Regions from separate parts of the Mus musculus genome. Here all the other regions are linked to region 1. Evidence: chromatin contacts called from public HiChIP or PLAC-seq data. All regions are on one chromosome and are shown on one strand. Each heading gives the region's core, a stretch centred on a gene start, on an enhancer-like site or on the middle of the called end of the contact. The rest is flanking DNA. Distances are from core to core; before and after follow the strand shown. Region 1 has its middle 79 kb from the start of Syk. Region 2 overlaps Auh (AU RNA binding protein/enoyl-coenzyme A hydratase). Region 3 overlaps Auh (AU RNA binding protein/enoyl-coenzyme A hydratase).

Region 1 (3,656 bases), core at 542-3,041:
ATGTTTCATCCAGAACTTGGGAGGTAAAATGGCCAGAGAACGCGAGGAAGGAAGTCCTAACCCAAAGGAGCTGATTCAGCCAGATGGTCAAGGTCGCCTCCCACAGAAGACTGGCAGGGACTCTGTCTGGTGAAGCAGATCTGGGATACATGTCACGGCAGATGAGAAAGAATGGGAGCCTAGGGTTGTCTCAACACACCCCATAAATGAAAGATGCCACTTCTGCCCCCAAACTAGATAAGCTCCAAGTGCCAGTAACATAAGGCTGTAATCCTGGAAGAAAAATCTTGAGGGAAATGTGGACCGAGGAGGCCTGGCTAGTGAGAAAGGGAGCCAAGACCTAATTAAGAACTAGGCTATTTAGGTGATAATTTGGATTAAGGATCTCTGGGTGCTAATGGGCTTGTTGAAACTCTCCGAGGCTTGTTTACTTCCTGTGTGGAATGATTGTCCTTCTAGGAGAGGATGCATTTATTTAGGAAAAAAAATGCTATACAACAATGGCTCTCAACATGAATGTGTACACATCCCATGTGAACCTAGAGGATGAATTCCATAATTAATAAAGGATCTGCCAAGTGGGTGAGGGATTAGGTGGCGCAGCAGGTAAGGGCCACTTTCCATCAAGTTTTAGAAACTGAATTCTACCCCTAGGACTCACACGGTAGAAAGAAAGAACTGATTTCCGAAAATTGCCCTGGGATCTCCACACATGCGCCTTGGCATATGTGTGTGTGTGTGTGTGTGTGTGTGTGTATACATATACATATACGTATATGTATACGTATACATATATATATATGTATTCCCACAATAAATAAATGTTTTAAAAAATAGAAAGAAGAGAAAAGAAAGTCTCTTCCTGATATGTTAAGTGGACGTGTGTGTAACTATCACTGAAAGAGCTGTTCAGAATTGCATCAACAAGAAGTTCTAGGAAAATGAGAAGAGAATGTCAGTCTTGATGTTGAGAGTCCCTAGAGTGTGGTGACACAAAAGCAGGCTTACTTTTAGATCGACTAGTATTGTCCTTAAGTGCTTGGCAGATAAGGAAACTCCTGAGTGTCTGCTCAGAAGAGAACGCCCCACCCCCGCCCCGCCCCACCACGCTCCGCCCCCTCCGCCCCCGCCCCTCCGTCCATGGTGCACTGTGGGCTGGAGCTGCTTTCACGGGGAATCGCAAAATATTCTCATTCATATCATTTTTCCATATCAAAGTTTCATGAAACTTAAGTCTAGTATCTCCAAAAGACAGCAGCATGTCTCCAGACCAAAAGTTGCAGTAACTCAAGAGCTATGACTGAGCCAAAAAAAAAAAAAAAAAAGTCCTTCTCAGTACGTGTGGAGTATAAGGCACATGCACGTGGAGTTCCATTCCCGGCACCCACTTTGGACTTACAACTTGTAACTGCAGCTTCAGGGAACCTGATGCCCTCCTCTGGCCTCTGGGCGCACAATCTAAATCCTTACAATAAAGAGGAAATGAAGGAAATGAATGCATCAAGATGGCGAGGCCATCGGATCAAATTGCTCACCTTTAGATTCATGCACACAGTTTGTATGAAAATTATGGCCTCGCGCAGATGACCTCAGATCGTTAAATCAGAATTGTTCTCAGAAACCATCGAGCATAACCATCTTACTCTGACGCTCAAGCACTAGCTAGACCTCATTTTATTCCTTGTTGCAATTTTATGAGGTCATTAGGATGAGAAATGCCAGGACTCGTGGGTAGGGTGGCTGGCTGAGTGCAGTTGACTTCCAGTTATGCTTAGCTGGCTATGCCTGAGTTCCATTTATTAAGTCTGACCTATTCTGGCACTGTGGGCTGTGATCCCATGGTCCTTTCCCCAGCCTCCCACAGGGACAGGGAACCTAATGACATTACTATAATGGTCATTTACCATCTGACCCATTCTATCACATGTCATAAAGGACCTATCAGTTTGTAGAACATATGAGACCAGCAGGGTCCATGGCTTCCACCTTTGAAAACATAAATTTTATTCTCAAATAAATTAAAATAATTTAAGTCGCATTCCATTGCTGACATAATCTGTAAACAAGGCTGGGCAGGAATGAGGCCTGGAGCTATGTACATTCCCAGTAGTGATTCAGACATGAGTATATTCACAGAGGAATGCTCACAGCCAGGAGCTGTCACCAAAAGTACCTATGCTGTTCAGGACACTGCAGAGGGAATGTGGGGGCTTCCTCATGTAGCCCGATGAACAGGAAGCAGAGAGAGAGGGGCTGCCTCACCTCATCCATGATAGATGCTCTGGCATAATGTAGCCAACTGCTTCAAGTTCCTGCTGCCCCACCACAGAGCCCGTTCCTTGAACTCTGAGCTAAAACAAACCCTTCCACCCTTAAGTTTATTTTGTCAAACAATTTTATCACAGCAACAGAAATGAAACCATAACACTTACATTGGGCATAGGGACATTACTTAGGGGGTGCTTAGGATTAAACCCCAGGCCTGGTATGTGCTGGGTGAGCACTTACCACTAAAGCTACAATTAGCTCCTATATGTACCTTAACAAACTGTTTGTTGTGCAGAAATCCTTTCCCACATAGTTTCTGAGGGTCTGGAATTGGGAAATGGCTTGGCTGCATGGCTCTGGGTTTTGATGTCAGGTTGGGAAGTTCATCTGGGGTCAGGGACCTTATTGCAGGATGGTAAACATACCTGTATTGGCTGTTGGTTAGGGATTGAGATATGTTCTCAAGTGATACTCCACAGAGCTAAGTCAGTGTTCTGTTGTCATGGTGCCCAGCTTCCTCAGAATAACGCAGGGGTTCAAGGAGAAGTTTTCCTCACAGGCTCAAAAACCATGGAGCCAGCCAACCTTGAAACAAACATCCATCCTGTCCACCTCCACACATGATGAAGGTCTGAGTCAGGGCCAGAGTCTGAGCATCAAGCCTTCAGCCAGCATTACTCCCACATGCCACACACACACACACACACACACACACACAAACACACACATAAACATCAAAAGGAGATGACTCCATTTTTCTTTGCCTGCTTCAATCGAGCCTCCTAGGTTCTCTGCATCAACTGCAGAAATCTCATCTATTATTTATTGCACAGGAGTTCAGGCTGCACGCACACATTTCCCACCCAGTGTCTATTGAAGATCAAAATGAAAGGAGATTGGGTTTCACTTTGAATGGGAGTCAAGCCACACCTCACTTATGCACAGTGGTCAGGCTGAGCCTGACCTTCTGCAACCTGCAATCAGCCTCCAAGGATGTGTTTCCTCACTCCACATGGTCCTGATTACCCAGGGGTAGGAAGGGAGGCCTCTCGTGTGCATAGCCAGTCGGCACTTTCACTCTGGGTCAACCTGGGGTGAGTTCTTACAGTCATGATCCACTTCAGGTCAACTTTCACCTTTGGAGCACATGAGTTACAAATAGGCTTGAAGATTCTAATAAAACTCCAAAATACAGTCGCTGAAATAGGTTGGCTTTCCTTTGATCTAAGAGAAAGGTGGCCTGGGCAGGTAGAACACTCTGCAGCTTTCTACATGGGCTTTTTAGCTCCAGGTTCTTGGAGCCATTATGGTTTCCTAGGTCAGGCAGTGGGGCCATCCCTTTCCTTTACTATGGTTTTGCTGTTTCTTCTCTCATCTTATTTATTCTT
Region 2 (3,656 bases), core at 366-2,865, 240 kb after region 1:
GACTGTGTGTGTTTTATTGTCCCCTAACAATTCAACCCTACGTCACTAGATACACACAACTTAACTGCGGATCCACCCTAGGCCCAGATCTGAGGAGAGCACCGGGAGTCAGGAGTCACTTCTGGCTTCTGTGAGCTGTGACTCTGGAGCGGCCACCAAAAAGGTGCAAATTGGAAACAAAGCTGGATGTCAGCCTTCAGCTGAAAAGAAACTGCAACAAAAAAAGAACAGTTACGTGGCTGAGTGGCAGAGCATGCCAGAGAAGAGCAGAGCACTGTTTCAAACAGAGACAGGGACCTCTACTCAGTAAGGGGACACTCAATAAAAATATGGAAGCCAAGGATGGTGACACACACCTACAATCCAAGCACTCTGAGAAGCTGAGGCAAGGGAATCACAAGTTCAAGGTTAGCCTGAGCTACACAGAGAAACCATGCCTGAGAGGGTGAATGAGAACAGGCAAAGAAAGCGGGACAGGAGGAGACCATGAATGAAAGGGGGAAGAGGTGGCAGTGGGGGGTGGGGGGCTGGAACAGGGCAGGACATAAATGGAGACAATATATCTACATAGACACTGTGACAAACGGGCACAGGACAAGACGTTTAGACTCATTAGAGAAATGCAGACTAGAGTCATAATGCCATGAGCGGCAGGATGCATCACAGCACCAGGGCACACTCCTCTCTCTGTGCTCTCTCGCTCTCGCTCTCTCTCACGCACTCACTCTCTCTCTCACCCCCACACCCCCACATTCTCTCATGCACACATAAACACACATACTCTCATACACACACACACACACTCTCATACACATGTAAACACACACACTCTCTATGCATACATAAACACACATACACTCTCATGCACACATAAACACACTCACACTCTCTATGCACACATAGACACACACACAAACACACATTCTCTCTCTTGGCCTCTTAGTTTGGAGGTCTTGCGGCATCTAACTAAGAACTTGTGTGTGGCTGGCTCGGTTGTAGAAGACCTAGTAACTCCACTCCTGAGCACTCACCCACCCAAGAGAATAAAAACACACGCCCACAAAGACTTGTCTGTGAACGTCTCAGAAACCACCATAGTTTCAGGGTGAACCTTCCCTCTAAGATGTCCCAAGTCATCCCAGCCCTGATGCACTTAGCCACCATAGTCCTGACCAAGGGGCCACCAAACATAGAACTGGAGCCTCCACACCTCTGAACCCAGATGAATTAGCCTTTCCTCGGTCAGAGTCCATCACCTCAGTTGTTTCCTTACAGTGACTGAACGGTGCTGATGCAAGTGTGGTCCGCACAAAACCAAACTATCACGTGCTCAGCAGAAAACCAGCAGCTCCACAGGAAAATGGAACCACGGAAATTCACGGCCAAACAGCAAAGCATTATGGTAGATCAAACAGGCCAGACACAAAAGACCTACAATCTATCCTGCAAGGTTCCAAACACCTTTGTCTGAGGAGACAAAGTAGCCTTTTTTTTTTTTTTTTTTTTTTTTTTTTTGGTTTTAAGGGTTCTTCACTGTAAGAAAAAAAAAAGATTTATACAAATGGACAGTCTGTATACCAAGGCTTAAACATCTGTTAAAACATCAATTATGCACTTAAAAGTGGTAAATGTCATTCCAAGTAGTTCATATCCTCAATGAAATAGTTAGCAGTGTTTTATGTAAACCAATGCATGCAACACAAAAGAGCAAAATAGCCCTGTGCCCCTTCACTCCTACAGAACTGACTTGTATAACACATCAGAGCGAAACCCCGAGGCTCTGAAGCAATCTCTTAAATAGATTTCTTCATTAGTCAGAGGCTCCCACACTCAATTCCCGTCATGACATCTGAACACACACCATTTAACAACGCGTGCTGACGGTTTTAGTGAGGAGGCCTTAGTCATAACACAATTTACTAGAATTCAAAAGCAGAAGCGAAACGACCTTTACTTTTTGGGGGAAAAAACCCACACTGGCATAATTCAGTGAAACACTCAATTTAGACTCTGCGCAGAGCAACGGCTGCTAAGAACTGGGTGTCATTTGTCCAGAAACTGCAATGAGGCAAAAGCGAGGCTTGGTTAAGTTTTCATTTTAGAACGTTACGGTAAAAACACCACCACGTATTTACTGCGTGGTGTTAGAACAGAGACGCAAAGATAACAGCTGACCACAGGGACCAGCTGCTGGCAGCTTCTACACGCCGAGCAGCCTGACCTAAAGGGCTTTTCCATCATTCCATCGAAGGTGACATTACTAAAACTAAACAGATCCTAAGCATCGGGAAATAACAGATTTTAGAGGACGAATACATATGTAAAGAGGTGAACCTTAAATCAAATACACAATTCCTATCAAGCATAGGGGACAAAGCTATGTAGGGCTGATAACGCCCCCCACACATACACACACACACACACACACACACACACACACACACACACGCACGCACACAATGTCCCCTGCAATATTCCAAAGGGGCCAACCGTGAGTCCAGAAGCTTTAACCTACAAGGAACCACGCACTATGCATCCTGGTCTGCAAAGCCACTGAGGCAATAAGCACACAGTTGGGGGGTGGGGGTGGGGAAAGGGAGGTTGCTCCTTTGAGATCTTAGGATAAAAGTCAAGGTTAAAAAACAAAACAAAACAAAAGCCTGAGGGTTTGACATTACAACACTGGGGTACATGGGGTACGGCCCCTGCTGAACATGGGAAAGGGCCTGGGCTGCATCTGCAGCACAGGAGCACTTCGCCGCACAGGCCTCTACATAACGGACTCTGTAAGTCCGTGTTTTGGTCTTAGCCTTTTCCTTCAGTGGTTTTAGACTAACCCAGGAGCTGAGTCACCACCATAGCTATCACTTCAGAAAGTACACTTAGGCACCCTATGCACTATCCAGTTAGCTTCTGCAAAGGAGATCACCATTTCAGAAGTTTCAGGATAAACTGTATGCCCAACCCAAGGTCTGACTTGTAAACAGTCCACAGGGCTGGAGTGATGCTAGGAGGGACATCAACGTGCACCCCCTCTCTGCTGCTAGCACCCCACGTCTCAGCGCCGCCTTCACCCTAAGTGCCCACTTAACATTCTAATTGACGCGTCAATCCTCTTGCACGTCTGTGTGCTTGGTAGAGTGATACAATAGTATTTAGTAATTAGACGTGATAAAGTGTCTTTATTAGAGGAATGTAGGGTGAGGAAAGCCTTCTCTTTGTACACTTTTTCCAATATTTTGATCCAGAATCTATTGTTTACATTTTGATTTAAAATGTAAGTAAAATAGAGTTTCAATTCTACCGTGAGATTTAAATGGGAAGTCAGGCCTCCCGGTCTAAGCTCCAATGCTATGTAGGAATGAATCCTTTTCCTGACCCAGGTAGTAACTGCCTGTTTTCATGATATTTTAGGAGAAAAGGAAGGGAAAATAAACAGATGACTACAGCTAGAAACACTGTCGGTAAACAGGAGCATGGTCTGAGATGCTCAGAGTCATCCAAGCCAACAGCCCCTAAGAACACACTATGAACGAATGCACTGTCCAGCTGGGGCAAATACACACGCTGAGTCCCATTGCGATTTGTGTTCTGAGACCACAAAACAGGATTTTTCAAAGACAGCTTCCCCTGCTCCAGAGACCTGAGGCAAGCCC
Region 3 (3,656 bases), core at 731-3,230, 220 kb after region 1:
CAGGATTGAAGCCTGAGAGCTCCAATAACAACCTGCCTGGCATAACGACTGGGGCATGGATGCTGCTGTAGTAAACAGCCACTCTCTGACTGGATGAAGCCGACCCCACAAGAGAATGCATGCCAGGTACTGCTCACTGGGCCTAAGACATATGGTCATAGTCCATAGGGGAGAGGCCCCTGCTGCTGCCCTGCTAAACGGCCTTAATAAAGAAGTGGCCCCTACACTCTGGTCGCTATATCCAAAGACCAGTACACCTCTCGGCCTTCCTCGGTGGAACTTCATTCTGCAGTAGGTGAAGATTAACAGAGAGACCCGCAGCTGGTCAATGTGTAGAGAATGAGACTCATAATAAGGCATCTATGTCGCAGCCCCAAAGCTCAGGAGTCACAGTGGAAAAAGTGGCAGAAAAACTGTAAGCCAGAGGTCACGGATGTCTGCGGCTAAACCCTGGCTGGACATGACAGGGACACTGCACACATGAGCACGGGTGGGGGAGGAGCAGTCCTTCAGGGATATGGGCTCTGAAAGCCTGTTGCAGTAGGTGGTCCTAGCTGTGCGCTTAAGTGGGGAGCACACATGAAGCTGAGAGGGAAAGAGGGGGATGGGGAGGAGTTGGAACATATTATATGCTGGCTGGAGAGATGGCTGACAGGTAAGAGCACACGCTGCTCCTCCTGGGAACCTGAGTTCAAGTCACAGCACCCTCATACCCTAGCAGGCGCTCTAGGTAACCTCAGGATTGCCCGCTGTAATCCACCCTTGCCCTTCCTTTTTCTGGTTTGCAGGTGAAATTCGCCAAATACCCTTGTACTATTAACCTTTCCTTGTTGGAGAAGTGACTGTCTGCTATTCCTCAGTGTGCTGGATGGCATTTTAATCCCTTGGGTCCTTTGAGACCCAAGCTCCCCTCGCTCAGTGGCCTGTGTGACAGCCCCTCCTCCCAAGCCTTCCAGACAATCAGCAGAGCAACTGTGGGAACTCGGTAACTTTCAGGAGCTTCGTAGACTTTACAAGAGGCCAAGAAATGAGCCTGTGCTGTTATGTATGAAATAGCCAGCCTCACTTCTACGCCCTGGCTTGCAGAAAACACTCTCTTTCATAAAATTTCTAGGAAGGGGTCATCTTTTTTTTTTTTTTATGACAAACTGACAATGAAATCTGTCCTATTAATATTTGTAAACTGTTCACTAGTGAATACTTTTAAAAATGTTTAGTGTGTGTGTGTATAGGGGGAGGGGGTGTATGGTCACAAGAGTGTAGTTGCCTGCAGAGGCCAGAGGTGTCTAAGCTCCCTGTAGCAGGAGTTATGGGTGATATGGTGCTGGCACTGATCTGAGGCTAAGGCAGACATCTGCACAGCCAGACCGTCACACACAAAACCAGACAAGTGAAATGTGTTGTCAGTTAGTGAGTATAACCCCCAACCACCAATGAAAGAAATGGGTAAGAAACAGGCTGACTGGATTAGCAAGGTACAATGACTGACCAGGAGTCTGGCTTGGGGGCAGGAGCAGAGACATTGACCTCAGACACAGAATCTGGTACAAACAGTAGTAACCTTTTCCAGTGATGATCAAACATTGTGGCATCATCAAAAAGTATTTTTTAAAAATCTGACGTTTAAGTTTTGAGGAATTAATGTTTCCAAAGGGAATACAACAAGTTTAACATTGTAACTTCTGAGAAACATAGAGCACAGTATGGCAACCAAACAGGGCAAGGGGAGAGTAACTGTGCCCACACTGTGCCTGGGACTTCCAAACAGTAACAGAAACCAGCATGGCAGAAAGCTGGCTATAGTGTTTCCTACTGAAAAAATTATTTAATTAGAACAGCTTAATCTAGTCAATATTTTACAATACTATAAATTCTAAAGCCATATGCCCTTGGAAAGGCAGACTATCGGTACAGAGGCCTGAGAGAACAGCCAGAGGGCAGCTGCAAATGCCTACAAAGGTCTTGAGGCAGGAAATGAAATGCCAGGGCCACGGCTACAGCGAGAAACCGTGACTCAGTGTGTTACGCAACAGTGGGATCAGATACTATTTTGAGTTTCATTCCAGGAAGTGAGCCAGGTATGACAAGGAAGATAATAATCCTTTTGAAATGCTCCTAAAAATATAATTAAAGCAATAATTAAAGAGTGGAGCTATTTTGAGAAGAAAAGGCACGGTGGGTGATGGACCTCAGAGCCCATAGCACACCCAGGCCCGGCGAGGCTGGAGTCAGCACTGTACTGGACGTGTTGTGCCTACTCTCTGCTCCTCAGGCAGAGGCTAATTGTAAGCCTCGAGAAAGGCCGACAATCTGATTGTGAGGAGGAGGCTGGTGCTGGTTATGTGACTTTCACCCTAGGTTCTGCTTAGAGGCCTGCATCCTGTGTCAGCCAGATGACTCGGTGGGTAAAGGTGCTTGCAGCCAGCGCTGAGTATCTAAGCTTCACTCTTGGGACCCACGTGGTGGAAGCAGAGAATTAACACCGTGACCCTCACACAAATGAAAAATAAACTGTAATTTTAAACAATTAAAAAAAAATCTAGTACTGTGCTACAAAACAGCAAAGTCATTAATTTAACAGAAAGGTCCATATATGTTATGATGAAAAATCTGAATATAAAAATCAAGAATAGAAATGAAATCGTTATTAACAAAATCACAATAAATCCCTAGTTATCTCTAGGTCCAGTTAGAATTGCACTTTTGACTAAGATGCTTTCTCCCTTTTCTCTAACTTCTGAAGAAACCACAAGAACAGAACACAGTGGTCCCTGAGCAAAGCTGGCAGGCTGGGTAGGCTCTGCTGGAGGCTGGCCCAGGACTGCCACACAGGGTGCTGCTGGATGCCAGCAGGCATGCCACAGAGAAACACCACCACCCTCAAGGGAGAGATGCCAGATCCAAGACTGAAAGTCTCAACCACCTTAGTCAAACCCCTATGACAACTAAATGCTAACACCAGGTTAAAATTCAAATAAAGTGAGGCAGCTTGGAAGGCTCTGGTGCTCCTCATGGAGGGGAATACTGTTAACAGCCACCTCCTGAGGGCCAGTTCTACCTCTACACACCTGCACACAGGACCCAACCCACACACCTGTACACAGGACCCATTCCCATACACCTGTACACAGGACCCATCCCACACAGCTGTACACAGGACCCATCCCACACAGCTGTACACAGGACCCATCCCACACAGCTGTACACAGGACCCATCCCACACAGCTGTACACAGGACCCATCCCACACAGCTGTACACAGGACCCATCCCACACAGCTGTACACAGGACCCATCCCACACAGCTGTACACAGGACCCATCCCACACACCTGTACACAGGACCCATCCCCACACACCTGTACACAGGACCCATCCCACACACCTGTACACAGGACCCATCCCACACACCTGTACACAGGACCCATCCTAGTTTCCAGGCTGTACTGGGACATAAAATAAGAGATTGCATTGATGTTTACCCTCGGAAGATGGAGGGGAAACTACCTGCTGACAAAATAAGCCAGAGGACATTCAGAGAGGGCTAATGCCACTGCAGGGTAGAATGTAAAGACCAGGCAGGCACAGGGGGGGGTGGGGGGGGTGTCCTGGCCACAGTGTGGGACAAGCCAGAAAAGTACTTTGTAATTATTTTCAGA

What was found. HiChIP or PLAC-seq counts read pairs in DNA pulled down with a chosen protein or histone mark.
Region 2: a contact with region 1 is called in an H3K27ac HiChIP or PLAC-seq map of embryonic fibroblasts, with 5 times the contacts expected there. The contact joins two enhancer-like sites. A contact is called at or near these places in 2 of 39 promoter capture datasets (cranial neural crest and liver), 2 of 484 Hi-C or Micro-C datasets (brown adipocytes and spermatogonia), 4 of 115 datasets of contacts at active chromatin or transcription factors (embryonic basal ganglia, embryonic fibroblasts, embryonic stem cells and 1 more) and 3 of 9 other capture datasets (adipose tissue, liver and pancreatic islet).
Region 3: an H3K27ac HiChIP or PLAC-seq map of the NIH/3T3 cell line shows a contact between it and region 1, with 3 times the contacts expected there. The contact joins two enhancer-like sites. A contact is called at or near these places in 3 of 484 Hi-C or Micro-C datasets (cerebellar granule neurons, cortical neurons and neural progenitor cells) and 1 of 115 datasets of contacts at active chromatin or transcription factors (the NIH/3T3 cell line).

Annotation. Positions count from the first base shown.
Region 1 is chr13:52,673,985-52,677,640 of GRCm38.p6, forward strand. No RefSeq gene overlaps it. Among named protein-coding and RNA genes, the nearest start is that of Syk, 79 kb to the left of the region's middle. Within about 2 kb of position 1,792, at least 30 of the 459 cell types and tissues checked have an H3K27ac peak or open chromatin away from gene starts, as enhancers often do. A contact at or near this core is called in the NIH/3T3 cell line and embryonic fibroblasts, where this site is marked.
Region 2 is chr13:52,912,851-52,916,506 of GRCm38.p6, forward strand. All of the region lies in intron 3 of Auh (AU RNA binding protein/enoyl-coenzyme A hydratase), which reads right to left. Among named protein-coding and RNA genes, the nearest start is that of Auh, 15 kb to the right of the region's middle. Within about 2 kb of position 1,616, at least 85 of the 459 cell types and tissues checked have an H3K27ac peak or open chromatin away from gene starts, as enhancers often do. A contact at or near this core is called in embryonic fibroblasts, where this site is marked.
Region 3 is chr13:52,890,156-52,893,811 of GRCm38.p6, forward strand. The region is part of intron 4 of Auh (AU RNA binding protein/enoyl-coenzyme A hydratase); the gene reads right to left. Among named protein-coding and RNA genes, the nearest start is that of Auh, 38 kb to the right of the region's middle. Within about 2 kb of position 1,981, at least 190 of the 459 cell types and tissues checked have an H3K27ac peak or open chromatin away from gene starts, as enhancers often do. A contact at or near this core is called in the NIH/3T3 cell line, where this site is marked.